2 separate regions of the Sus scrofa genome follow, and region 1 is linked to region 2. The links are chromatin contacts, called in public HiChIP or PLAC-seq maps. All regions are on one chromosome and are shown on one strand. Each heading gives the region's core, a stretch centred on a gene start, on an enhancer-like site or on the middle of the called end of the contact. The rest is flanking DNA. Distances are from core to core; before and after follow the strand shown. Region 1 overlaps CTIF (CBP80/20-dependent translation initiation factor). Region 2 holds the start of SMAD7 (SMAD family member 7).

Evidence for each region. HiChIP or PLAC-seq counts read pairs in DNA pulled down with a chosen protein or histone mark.
Region 1: an H3K27ac HiChIP or PLAC-seq map of skeletal muscle shows a contact between it and region 2. The contact joins the enhancer-like site here to the promoter of SMAD7 in region 2. A contact is called at or near these places in 5 of 47 Hi-C or Micro-C datasets (blood, embryonic fibroblasts, heart right ventricle and 2 more) and 1 of 2 datasets of contacts at active chromatin or transcription factors (skeletal muscle).

What each region holds. Positions count from the first base shown.
Region 1 is chr1:98,449,221-98,455,990 of Sscrofa11.1, reverse strand. CTIF (CBP80/20-dependent translation initiation factor) reads right to left here. Exons shown (of 12, transcript XM_013992850.2): 11 at 6,526-6,579; 12 at 861-4,837. The coding sequence ends at 4,622. Among named protein-coding and RNA genes, the nearest start is that of SMAD7, 90 kb to the left of the region's middle. Within about 2 kb of position 4,125, at least 20 of the 83 cell types and tissues checked have an H3K27ac peak or open chromatin away from gene starts, as enhancers often do. A contact at or near this core is called in skeletal muscle, where this site is marked.
Region 2 is chr1:98,540,460-98,546,928 of Sscrofa11.1, reverse strand. It overlaps SMAD7 (SMAD family member 7), which reads left to right and starts at 4,614. Exons shown (of 4, transcript NM_001244175.1): 1 at 4,614-5,226. The coding sequence starts at 4,614.

The sequences.
Region 1 (6,770 bases), core at 2,876-5,375, 90 kb after region 2:
GAAAGAATCCCTGAGGGGGATGTGTTACCAGGAGGCAGTGTCCCCAGTGTCTTGCCGTGGAAGGGATTGTGCAAAACAAGGGACATGTCATCACAGGAAAATAAACCACTGGGGCCCTTTGAGACCTTTTGATGAAAGACTGATTTGACCCACAGGGACAGGATAGCCACTTGCTGCTGACTTTTTCTTTACTTCATTTTTTTGTTTTTGGTTTTTTGCTTTTTAGGGCTGCACCCACGGCATATGGAGGTTCCCAGGCTAGGGGTCTAATCAGAGCTACGGCTGCTGCCCTACACCACAGCCACAGCAACGCAGGATCCGAGCCACATCTGCGACCTACACCACAGCTCACAGCAACGCTGGATCCCTAAACCACTGAGTGAGGCCAAGGATTGACCCTGCATGCTCATGGATAATAGTCGGGTTTGTAATTTGCTGAGCTGCAATGGGAACTCCTGGCTGCTGACGTTTAGAAGCTGCTGGGCCCAAGTCTCAGCCAAATGTCATAGTGACTTTTTCATGGGAGGGGTAGGTTTGGGGTGTGGGATGGTGAAACATGCAGGAAACTGAATCTTTAGTGGAAAAGTCATTTTGTGCAGGACTGGTTTAATGCTGCCACCTTGGCTAGGCCACAGTTCCCAGCTTGGGGTGGAGGGGCATCTCTCTCCTTCACCACATTCTCCTGGGCCGCTGTGGAGAGCAGGGGGCTGGAGAAGAGTGGCCCAACTATGGGGAATCTTCCTCACCACCTGGGGAGGTAGGGGCTCCTCCGAGGCCTCTGCCGACACCCGTGGAGAGGCACAAAAGCCTTTGGGAAAGCTCTCCTTTGCCAAACCCACAAAGAACACAGATTCAGGGCATTTTTGTTTTTGGCGTGGTTTATTTTTTAAACCCACTTGTAGTTTGGGTTCAGCTGGAAAGCAGGACATACTGAGGGAGGGGAGGTGGTCGCGAGAGCAGGATTCTGCTGCAGCTTTGGCAGGAAGCCCCAGGCCCCGACTCAGGGGAGGTAGGACCCGTGGCCAGGTTCCCAGCTGGCTTGGGCGAGGCGGGCAGCCCTTCTGTGCAAGTGGCCCGAGCAGAGGAAAGTTGCCTTTTCTCTGATCTGCGTTCTCAAAGGCCCAGCCTGAGGTTTCCCAACAGAGCGCCGACAGCTGAGGGAAAGAACTCTGCGGGTCGGCCAGAGTCTGTCGGACAAGGAACACTGGCCGGCTTCTGATGCCAGATAAGAGACTAGGACTTGGCGTCTGGGCGGCCCCGTGGGGCTGCTCCTGTGGCGGCCTGGCTGTCTGGGTCCCGGCCCCTGCAGCTGCCCAGGGCGTGATCAGTGGTCCATTTCCCACACCACCCCTCCCCATCCCTCAGAGGAAAATAAAATAAAAATCAGAATAAATACCGACTCAGCCAACATTTACATTTACATGGATGGACAGGACGATCCCCCAAACTTAAAGGTGTACAGACGGGTTCAGGAAGGACGAGCAGACGAAAGTGGGTTGGGGGGCGCACACTCCCGTGGAGGTTGGTGGGGCTCCCGCTTGTCCAGGGGAGGCTGGGGGCCTTCGTGGGGCTGCGGTCCCAGAGCTTAGGCAAAGCCTGGAGGCCGTGGGAGCGGGACTGCCGTGAGCAGGCTGGATGCCTGAGAGCGAAACAAGGACCACTTCGTTTTGACTGGCAGGGGAGAGATCCCAAGACAGGACTGGCCTCCGAGGGCTGGACTCTGCCTCCTCTGGGTGCCAAGGAAGCCACAGGCAAGTGGGGAAAACAGCGCGAGCCTCGGAAACGCAACATCCAGTTTAGCCTCCCGTCAGATACATTCAGAGGTCAGCTTGGATGGAGCCTCCCTCTAGCGAAGACCTCTGGCCTGGGGAGGGGACGGAGGTCTGGGGGCACCCACGTCTGCCCCCTGCTTCCTGTCTGAGTAGTCTCCCGAGGGAAGCTGCCTCAGGGTCCCCGATTTTAGGCTTTCCTGTTATTTTCCTTAAAAACAAATTTGTTTTTAAACGTTTTCCTTCCATGTCTGAAAAAGCAGCAGCAAGCTGCATTTAGAAAAACACAAATTGTTATTCGGATTGGCCAGGAAGCGCTTTCAAGCAACGGAGTAAACTAGGCAAACCATATGTCTGGAGCCACCGTGACACGACACGTAATTAAAAATATATTTATATATGTATACATATTTATATCTCACTTCTTCCCACTCTGGTCCTAACAGGTGAGGAGGGGTTGGCCCTGAGGCAAGACCGCCAAGGAAGGCCATTGGAGGAAGGGGCATGAGGCCCATGGCGCCCACGATGCCACCCGCTCTGCTTTCCAGGGGAACATCAGCCCCACGTGCGCGTGCCTGGGGTCCCTTTGGGAAGCTCGCTCTCTGGGCCCAAGGTAGGGATGGCAGGAGGCCCTGCTTCTCTGTCTCCTCCACTGCCACCCTCACCCCTAGGCCTCTGTCTTCCTCCGGGGCCCTGCTCCATTCTCATAGATACACACTCACTCACTCACTCACACCACTCAAGGGCAGCAGGGCCTATTTCAGCCCAGGTGCAGCTCTCTAAGGGCTGCCTGACTCCTCAGCACCGTGATTTCCCTAGTGCCCCCTCTGAGCACCTGAATGTCAGTCCAGCTCTTCCCTCAAGGCCTCCTGTGGGGCTTCTGGTGTCCCTGGGCCCCAGGCTGAGGAGGAAAGGCAGTGAGAAGCTTGAGAGGCTGGGGAGGAAGGGGCGGGGGAGGGCAGAGGCAGAGGCCAGGGGCAGCCGGGGCTCCTTGGCAGAGGCTACTGATTTGTTCCAGGTAAACTCTGCCCCCATGCCTTGTCCCCAACAGGTTCCCGTCCTGGGGCTGGCAGGCAGGTGGCAGCCAGGGGGTGATGGTGGGGGGAGTATGGAGGAGGCTGTCCCCAACCCCACCTGCCTGCTCTCCTAGACTCAACAAAGGGGACTTTCCTCCTGCCTGATGGGACCAGGCAGCCAGGGGGTCTCCAAGGTGACCCAGGCAAGGACTGGCTTAACAAAAGAGCAGGTGAGGAGACTGCTGGGCTCGGAGGTCACTTTCCAGGGGCTCATCCAAGTGTGGGCTCCAGATCAGGAGATGGGCTGTTTGGACACCAGTGAAAACCCAAAGCCAGTCTCCCAGGGCCTAACCCGCATCCTCCTCTGTAGCCATCACAGAAGGGGCTGCTCCCAGGGCTTGGTCCCTCCAAGAATCCCCAGTCTTGTTCCCAGCCTGGAAAGCTGGTGGCTCGCTCGTCCCCTGATGGTCCTGCTCATGACTGAGTGAATGCACCTTTTCACGACAGCCCTGGGGCTGCAGCTCCTAGAGCCCTCCTGTGACACGGACTGTGGGGGTGGGGGTGATTTAGCTAAAAGGCCAAGTCCTGGGGAACCAGGCACCAGCCCTACCATCCACATTCTCCCCCAACAGTGGAAGTTTAGGATGAGATCTGTGTGTGGAACGGGGGAGCATCACCTAGGGTTTTGGTTTTAATTCACCAGTCTCGTTCTGAGCCAGGCTTGGCCTGGGCTAGGATGGGTTTAAAGCTCTCCCAGCAGCAACAGTATCAGCCCTTTGAGGGAGCAAAGCTAGAATAAGAGGGAGCAGAGGTACTGGAAGCCAGGGGCTGAGGAGCAGAGGCTTCCAGCGGGGACCCCTGCTGGGGCAGAAGTTTCCAATTACCCTAATTGGCTATTGGCAAGCTGTCTGTGGCTAGAATCCTTCCAGAGGGGGCTGGGTTTGATCTCCTGCTAATCAGGGGGTCCTTGTGGTGCTCACTGTGTGATCACATCGCGGGCCCTTTTCATCGGGAGAGGAGACTTCAAAGCAGCTGACTTTTGAAAAAATAAAACACAATGAAACAAAAGAGCGCAAGTAGAACGGCAAACTCCATCTCCCCTCCCAGTTCCCCGGCCCCCGCGGGACCTGCAGCTTGGGGGCTGAACGGAGGAGGCTTGGAAGTTGGGAAGGTGGAGCGTGAAGGTTAGAGGAGGCCCCCACAGTCCCCCAGCTCAGCCGCGCGCGCGTGCGCGCGCGGACAAAGGCCGTCAATTACGGGCGGCTGGTGGGGACCGTGCCTGCCTTTGTCCTCCCGGACATCTGCTACATGTCGCCTGCTGCCAGTTGGCGACTGCGGCTGACAGCATGCGGGAAACAATGCAAGCCCGTCTCCGACCCACTTTTTCAGCCTCCTGTGGTCCTTTCTGACCCAAGCTGTACCCCTGGCGTGCGGGCTGCCAAGGCCTCTGAGGAGTCGCAGAGATGAACCCCTCGCACACAGCCCTTCGGGGGCGGCGCTGATGAGAGGGGGCGGGGAGAAGCGGGCGTGAGGAGGGGGAGTGGAGGGGAGGGGGAGGGCCGGGCCGCCGCAAAGGAGAAACATGCTTCCCTTACTGGTGTGAGCTGCCGCATGCTCAGGCTTGGGGGTGGGGTGGGGGGGGCTCGCAGGGTGAGGGAGCTTCTCCTAGGGATTTGATCCCTTCCCGGTCTGACTCCAGGCTGGCCGCCGGCTCTGCCTGCCTTCGTCCCCATTTCTTTCTCCCGCCAGGGCCACCCCTGTCCTCCCGCCTGTCCATCTGGCCCTGGGCATCAGGGCTCCAGCTGCCCGCGGGCCACCCGCCAGGCCCCCTGGCTGTCAGGCTGTCAGTTTCTGGATGGTTCTGTTGTAGTACTGCGTGATGGGGGGTGTCAGAGGGTTCCAGTTGTTGGCGTGGAGCTCGATGACCTCCAGGAGCAGGGACCGGGTCAGCATCGACTCTGAAGGGCACAGCATCTTGTCTCGGGCGCTGGCCAGGAGCTCGGCCATCATCTCGGGCAGCTGCTCCTCCAGCAGCCGGCCTGTGCTCTGCAGCTGCGGGCAGAGAAGTGGGGTTGGCATGTGAACTGGGCCTGAAAGGGCTCCTGACCCACTTTGGTTACAGGGGGTGCTGAGGGCAGGGACAGGAAATAGCTGGATTATCTCAGGAGGGTGTGAGCCCAGGTCTCTAGGCCTGGGAGTGGGTGGGGGTGAGGGGAAGGACCGGGAGGGGGCAACAGCCAATGAGACAGCCTCCATTTAACACCCAATCTGCTGGAGGAACAAGAGGAATCCGCATCTTGCCTGCCACCTGAGGCGGAAGAGCCCTTCACCCACCTGCCTCCCCTCATACAGGAAGCCTTCCTTGACTAGGGCCTTTACCCTCTACAGCTGTGTGACCTGCTTCCTTCAAGGCTGATCAGGTGGCAGTGTGTTAATTTTCACCTGCTGGGATGTCTCTCTGGAATCGAGCTTAGTCATTATTACCTGTGTGTGTCCATGTGGAACCTGCCCCCATCCCACCTCCCCACCCCCAGCAATGACCTGGGCATACACTTGTGACACAATGGGGAGGAGAGAAATTCAAAGGGAGGCAGAAGGCCAGTCAGAGGGTCTGCCCCCAAGAGCCAGCACCCCTTCTCCCCCAGTTGTCTTGACAAGCCCCCCCCAGAAGAAGGATCCCAAATGATCCCCTGGATCAGCACACCCTGAGCATCAGCCCCTGCAGTCCTCCTCCTGTAAGCTAAGCCCCCGTACCCCAACCCCAGCCTCAGCCCACCCACTTCCCAAGGCTCTGCCTTCTTCCCAAAACCTTCCTTGACCTCCCTGGCCTGCCTTGACCTCTCCCCTGGCGCCTCAGGGATGCGTGCTCTGTACCCATATTTATCCTCTACAACATTCCATCCACTGTGAGTGTGTGTGTATGAGAGAGATCTCTAACCCTAGCCAGACCACACAGGATGTCTGAGGGCAGGAACCATGCTTTTTCCTCCTCCCCCATCTTCCCTGCCCATAGCCCCATGTAGGGTACCAGCTGGAGCCCAACAGACGAAGGGGTGACTGTCCCATAGAGGAAGGCTGCTGTTTAGGCTCCCAGCACTCTGGTCCCTGGCTCCTCAGAAGTGGCTTTGGAGGCCAGGCACCTGCCCCCTGAGAGGTGTGTTCACACCCCAACGTGCCATGGGTGTGGGCCCTGGAAGCTCCCCCTGCCCCCGACTGCACTATGTCCTTGAGCTGTTTTCTGAGGGCACAGGTTTGTGCCTGTGACAGGGGCCAGAGCCAAGCATCTGGAGGAAGAGCCCAGAGATCAGTGGCCAGGTCTTGGGAACAAGAGTGGGACCGGCCACGGGGGCTGCTTTGAAATGGACAGGGCCAACTTGGGGGTGCAAGTCTCAGCAACTCCCCCCATACCCTATACCATCAAAGCCAAGGGAAAGAGTTGGGGGCGGGGCATCACTTGGAATCTCCTGAGTCACCTGTGTGGTGCTCCTGGCCAAGGACAGGGTAGTCTTGGGGGCAGAGGGAAAGTGGATGGTGCTAGCACGCCATCCTTCCCTTCAGAAAACCAGCGATCCTCTCCCCCAGCCCAAGTCCATGTCCACTTAGGAAGTCGCCCCCCCCCCGACACACCCTTGCCCTGGACTTGTGTGGACACTTCCAATGGTCCTTGAACCCCCGCAACAGTTAAGGGAAGAGGGACACAGAGGGTCCGAGATGGGAGGTGTCCAAGCATCACTGCTTACCTCCATTGAGCAGCACAGGACGGCATCTTCCTTCACATCCTGAGATTGCAAGAGCTGGAAGATAGGGGCAGAAAATGCCACTTAGGAACAACGCACAGGTCTCAGCCCTCAGTCCCCTGTAGCCTGGAACAAGCATCCCCAGGGGTGGGCCAGATAACCTGCAGAGGTCAGAGGGCAGCAGGAGCACTGCCCCAGGAAGCAGTGATGTCCCTGATGGGAGGGCTGCTGTGGTCATCGAGCATGGG
Region 2 (6,469 bases), core at 3,365-5,864:
TTAGAATCAAACTCATTCACAATAGTTTGGTGAACTCCTAAACTTTTTTTTTTAAGGTTCAGAATAGTCTGAAACGGGGTGCTTGTCGGTCTCGTTTTTGCCTGTGGAAAGGAAAGGAACTCCCTTTCTAGGCACAGGAGCCAGCCAGGAGTTCCTCTACCGTCCAGCTTCTTTCTTGGAAAGGAAAGGAATAAGAATGTGCAATGGGGTGGGGCTGGCTCACAGGAAGGCTGGGGATGTTAACTGATTCAGGGGATGCCAGTGAGCTATAAAGCAACACCAACCACTGTAGCTACTTGCCCAGCAACCCACCCATTGTCTACCTAGGGCAGTAAAATGGAGGAGGAAAGCCATGAGAGAGGGCAAGACAGGGGTGACGCCTGAATTAAAACACCCACAATTACACTATATGGGAACATATCTTTGCGAGTATATGCATGTTCCACCCAGACAAGTAATGACGTCAGATTCAACTCCTGAAACGCCCACTAAATCTACCTGGCCTCTGTGTGTTCCGGCCTCTCATCCCAGAGTGTTAGTGTCATTGGCCAGATTTCCCAGAGTCTTCAGATTCCCTGTTTAGCCAGAAACCTAAATAGAAGGATGCTTTTTGCTTTCACTGCTTAGTTACATCTTTCCTGTCATATTGCAGCCTGGTCTACCCTCCGGAGGAAAGCAGACATCTTCTAGTGAGGCCCCAAGCAGAGAGAGGGAATGGGGACCCTGCGAAAGGGCAGGAAACTTGCCCAGAAAGCTTTTTAATTTTTGTCAAGCACTTGACCAACATGAGGATCACCACTAGTACAAGTTATTTAACCAGTGAGTGGCAGAGTCCCAGCCAGGAATCAGGTTGTCTGACTTCTAGTTTGGTCTTCTAAGCCTTTCTGAGGTGAGCATATTATACATTTCCCAGATGCTTGCTACAAAATATCCCATTTCTGAAGTTCTGTGGTGCAGTAGGTTAAGGATCTGGCATTGTCACCACAGCAGCTGGGGTCACTGCTGTGGCGTGGGCTTGCTCCCTGGTCCAGAACTTCTATATGCCTCATGCACAGCACCCCCTCCCTGTCTCCAAATAAACAAATAAATAAAAAATTCCATTTCTGACTCTTTTGTCTTTCCCTGTGCATGGGGGTGGGATCACTCAGAGTCATTTTCTCCTGGGTTTTCTCTGCTGCTGTCCTTGCTGGTTGCTTGTTTCGCAAGTTAAACCTAGGCACACACGTTTTCAATACCCTTTTCAATAAGCAATATTTTTATTTGTAACAAAATTATAATCTTATACAATTGCAGCCTCTGTGGCTTACAATGTAAATGTTCAGAATGCCAGCTGCTGCCTTGTCCTACTTGTTTCTGCACTGCTTGGCATCCCTAGGTCTTCTAGGTCAATGAGCTTCAGAGCCTCTCGCCTAGATATATATGATCATGATTCGCTCTCACATTTATATGTCCAAAGGTGCTCTTGGTGGGTTTGGTGGGAATGGTCCAAATGCCTACCCGACTGTCAATACAGTCCTAAATATTTATTAAGCATCTACGGCATGTAGATGCCTTTTAAGTTGCTGGAGGAGAAAGGGCTGAATTATAAAGCTAAGATTCATCTATGCTTTTTTTTTTTTTAAGGAGCATAATTTAGCTGGGAAAATGAAAACAGTCAATTTCAACTTTTCTAAAGATTTGTGAAAACCCCCAATGAGTTTCATTGTCGTCCTGATCTCACAATCCTAAACGGCCTTAAAAAAAAATCTTATTTCACTGAATAAGACGAGAGGTTGGACCACCATGCCAGCTAGTGGCCTCGTCAATACTGACGGTTATATATTTAAATCATTACTTTTCCGAGTACCAACAGCTTTCATGCAGTAAACCTAATCTGGTCCTTTGCCCTACCAACGCCTTACCCATTTCCATGCAGTAATTTGCCAGCTGGGTCTACGCTCTTCTAAAACGCAGGCTAAGGGGATAAACTCTCTGACTCTTAAGCACCTTGAAAGCTGCGGGGCCGAGGAGGGCGCAGAAACAGGCCACGCATGCATATGCATGCCCTAGGCAGGTCTGCTAGGAAGGTAACCTTCCCGCGCCGGGAGGCGGGGTGGCGGAGGTCTTCCGGGCTCGAGAGGAAACCTGCCCGCGGCGGGAGGGCGACACCCCTCCCCGCCGCCGCCCCCAGGATACTGCCCCTCGCAGTTCGTCAGCCAGCCAAATGCATTCCAGAGATTTGCACAAGACACACTTCTCCAGGCAGTCCTAGAAACCCGAGCCCGGAGCGGGAGAGGGCGGGAGGGAGCGCGCGGCCGCCGCTGAGGTCACATTCGCGCCGCCTCCCCGCCCTCGGCGGCCCGGCTGTTCCCTCTAGCGCACACTTCCCAGGGCCTCGGTCCAGTCCGGTGTAAATGTCTTTTAAACAGAGACAGCGCTCTCCTCCCCCTTTCCTCCCGCGCGGGGTCCAGGGCATGTCGCCAGGGCCTTTAAGGCAAAACGAATGAATGAAACATTAGGGCGAAAGCGCACGGGACAGCCACTGCGAAGCTCCTCGGACTGGGTCTAAATCCGGCCACCGACCCGCTCGTTCCGCTCCAAAAACTCGCCGGCGAAGCGCGATCCGTGTTCTTGGGTCTTCCCATTTCTCCCCGGATTCTGCCAGTTCTCAGTCGATTCAAGGAGCTTCTCTGCTCCCCACCGTTATCTGCCCCCCCATTAGCACCCCCCCCGCAGACCGGGGAGGGGGTGGGGGTGGCGGGGGGGGGAAACGGGGGGAGAAATAGCTTTTAGAAACCCGATCTGTTGTTTGCGAAACACAATCGCTTTTTTTTTTTTTTTTTTTTTAAAGCGACAGGGTGTCTAGACGGCCACGTGACGAGGCCGGAGCCGGGCGCGCCACTGCGCAGTGGAACCAGCAGAGCAGAGGGCCCGCGGGGGGTGGGGGGGAGGCGGCGGCGGCAGCGGCTGGGGGCGGGGGAGGGAAGGGGAGGAAGGGGGAGGGAAGGGGGCGGGGGCGGGAGGCCTTGCGGGAGGCGGCGAGCCCAGGGCACACTCGCTCGCCTGCTCGGCGCACGGAGGATCCTGTCCCCGAACCGCGCCAGGCGAGCCAGCCGGGCGCCGTGCTCTGTCCGCTCGCCGCGCGGGAGAGAGCTGCCCGAGACAGAGCCAGCCCGCCGGCGCCGAGCTGCCGAGCGCCTGGCCCAGGAGTCCCTGGTGCGGCGCGGCGAGCCCCCGGCGGCGGCAGAAGGACTCGAGCGCCAGGAGAGGGCGGACGGGGGACAAGGAGGCTCCCGGGCGCGACGAGGAGAGTCTCGGAGGAGAAGGCGGCGTGAGGGACACCGGGGCCTCCAGCCGACGCAGCCTTGTCGGGGCGAGCAGCCCATAAGGGGAGCCCCGGCTCCCAGGGGAGGGGACACCGGCGGCCCCCGCGCTAGCGAGCGGAGGGCGAGAGCGCGCGACCCGCCAGGGGCCCGCCGCGGCCGCCGCGCCGCCCTCCCCCGCGCTGTCAGCCCCGCGGGGCGCAGCCGCCGCCGCAGCATCTTCTGCCCCTGCGCCCCCGCCAGCCCCGAGGAAGTCCCCGCCGAGGACTAGGGCCCCCGGGAGCTCAGGAGGAAAGACCAGAGACTCCTCCAAATCACCCAGATGCGAAGGATTGAAACAGCCTAGCCAAAGCTTTCTGTGGATTAAAAAAATACACGGCTTTTTTTTTTTTTCCCCCGAAGAAAAGGAGAGGAAGACCAGTGGGGCTCTGCAAGGAAAAAGGGGAATGTAACTCGTGGATACCTTTTTTCCACCCCTCAGACGTCTTGTTCTACTTTGTAAACATTTTCTTTTTTTAAACCCCAGCTCCAGCCAGACGCCCCCAGACCTCCGGGGTGCGAGGAGGTGGTGGTTTTCATTTTGGGCTTTGCGTATTTGGTTCTTAGATTTTGAGAGAACCTCCTTATTTCGCCAAACATCTCCTGCGGGGTGAAGTCCACTCGGCCCCCTCCCCCGAGTCTTCGTGTGCACGGAATTCAAGGAGATCCGGTTACTAAGGATATAGAAGAAAAAAATAAATCGCGTGCCTGCCTTTTTTTTTTTTTTTTTAATTGCCTCCTTCTCCCCACCCCCAAATTAAGTTGCTTAGGAAGGGGAAAAGAGGCTTTTTCCTCCCTCCGGCAGCCCAGCCGAACGCCTTTCTTTTTTTGCCCCCGCGGATCTTCCATGTAGGAAGCCAAGGCTGGCGAGCCCGACACTCGGGAGCCGCTGCGGGGGGGCCTCTTTTTGGGGAGGCGCCGACCGGGGTAGGCTTCGCCGCCCCCAGGGAAGCGGCGGCCGCGTTCCTCCGGGGTGCGCCGGGGCCCGAGAGCAGCGCGCGGCTCGGGCCGCGCGGGGTGGGGCAGCCGGAGCGCAGGCCCCCGAGCCCCGGCGGGCGCCTCCGGGCCCCCGCGCGCCCCCCGGCCTCCGGGAGACTGGCGCATGCCACGGAGCGCCCCTCGGGCCGCCGCCGCTCCTGCCCGGGCCCCTGCTGCTGCTGCTGTCGCCTGCGCCTGCTGCCCCAACTCGGCGCCCGACTTCTTCATGGTGTGCGGAGGTCATGTTCGCTCCTTAGCCGGCAAACGACTTTTCTCCTCGCCTCCTCGCCCCGCATGTTCAGGACCAAACGATCTGCGCTCGTCCGGCGTCTCTGGAGGAGCCGTGCGCCCGGCGGCGAGGACGAGGAGGAGGGCGCGTGGGGAGGCGGTGGAGGAGGCGAGCTGCGGGGAGAAGGGGCGACGGACGGCCGGGCACATGGGGCCGGTGGCGGCGGCGCAGGCAGGGCTGGCTGCTGCCTGGGCAAGGCGGTGCGAGGTGCCAAAGGTCACCACCATCCCCACCCCCCAGCCGCGGGCGCCGGCGTGGCCGGGGGCGCCGAGGCGGATCTGAAGGCGCTCACGCACTCGGTGCTTAAGAAACTGAAGGAACGGCAGCTGGAGCTGCTGCTCCAGGCCGTGGAGTCCCGCGGCGGTACGCGCACGGCGTGCCTCTTGCTGCCCGGCCGCCTGGACTGCAGGCTGGGCCTGGGGGCGCCTGCCGGCTCACAGCCCGCGCAGCCGCCCTCGTCCTACTCGCTCCCCCTCCTGCTGTGCAAAGTGTTCAGGTGGCCGGATCTCAGGCATTCCTCGGAAGTCAAGAGGCTGTGTTGCTGTGAATCTTACGGGAAGATCAACCCCGAGCTGGTGTGCTGCAACCCCCATCACCTTAGCCGACTCTGCGAACTAGGTAAGAAGTTGTTCTGCGCCCACCCACCTCTCCCCTTGGCGCTCAAGTAGTGAAAGAAAAGCCCCCTTCGGCTGTGTGTTTGTGCAGCTGTCTCGCCAGAGGGGAGAGTACATCCCCTCCTGGGAGAAGACTAGAGGGACAAAGGTAGAGAAGGGACTGGGGGGAACCTGGAAAGGCATTCCCTGGGGGTTCCCTTACAGTTTTTTTCTCCTCCTCTGTTTCCCCTAGCGGGGTTTTGGGCACTGCTCATGCACACACTCTACAGACCGGGGGTTAAAAATTAGATAGATTTCTCATTTCCGGATCAACCAAGGGGTGCAGAGAGAAGTGTGTGGGGGGGAGGAGGGGGGGTCACGCCTCCCCTGCACCCGGAAAGGCGTTGAGGTGTGTGGCCGAGTTGGATTCGGTCCAAGCCCGCCAAGGAAGGCTGGGAGAAGCAGTTGTAAAGACTGGAACGTCTCTGCCTGCTCCTTTAGTAAATAAGGAGAGTCCTGTCGGGCACAAGTGGCTGGGAAAGTGCCCTGTCCGGAGTAGCTTTGTGTTTTGGGGCGAAGAGAGTTTGATGGGCGGCGGCGCTGGATATCTGCTCTCAACTCTGCCAGCCCAGGGTGGAAGAGGACAAGCAGTCAGGAGAAGTTGGGTGCCCTCTGCTTTTTCCTTTCTTCCTGCACAGGAAAGCACAGTTCCTGACTGCAGAAGGGTCGGGCCCCAGCCCTCCCTGACGACACGGCCCCTTAACAGCTCTGGGGCCTGGGCTTCTCAGCTGAGATCCCAGCCTCCTGCATTGCTTTCCTTTTCTCTGCATATTTGTGTGGGGCGGGGGTGCACCCGGGGCGTTCACAAATCCAAGTTCACCAGCGGACTTGGGGTAAACCTCGCGGGTGGGCTGGGAGAGGGGAGCCCCGAGTTCCCCCGCGCGGTGTGGAGAGGAGCTGCGGTGGCCAAGGTGAATTTGCACCCCTGGGGGACGAGTCAGGGTGGGGGGGCGGCGGCGGGAGTCGGATCTGAAGTTCTGGGACCGAGCGGGGGCTTGGTCGCCCCCCGCCCTGTGAACTGTGAAGTGCCCGGCCCCGGTAGAGCCGGTGGTTTCCAGCCGGGCCGGCCGAGCGCGGCGGCGGCGGCCGCAGACGTGGAGGAGCGGAGCGCCGAGGCTGGCGCCAGGCGGCCTCTTTTGTTTATCTGACAGCTAAATATCAAGGCAATCACCGCCTCGCGGCCCTGCCTCCAACCCCCACAGCTAAGA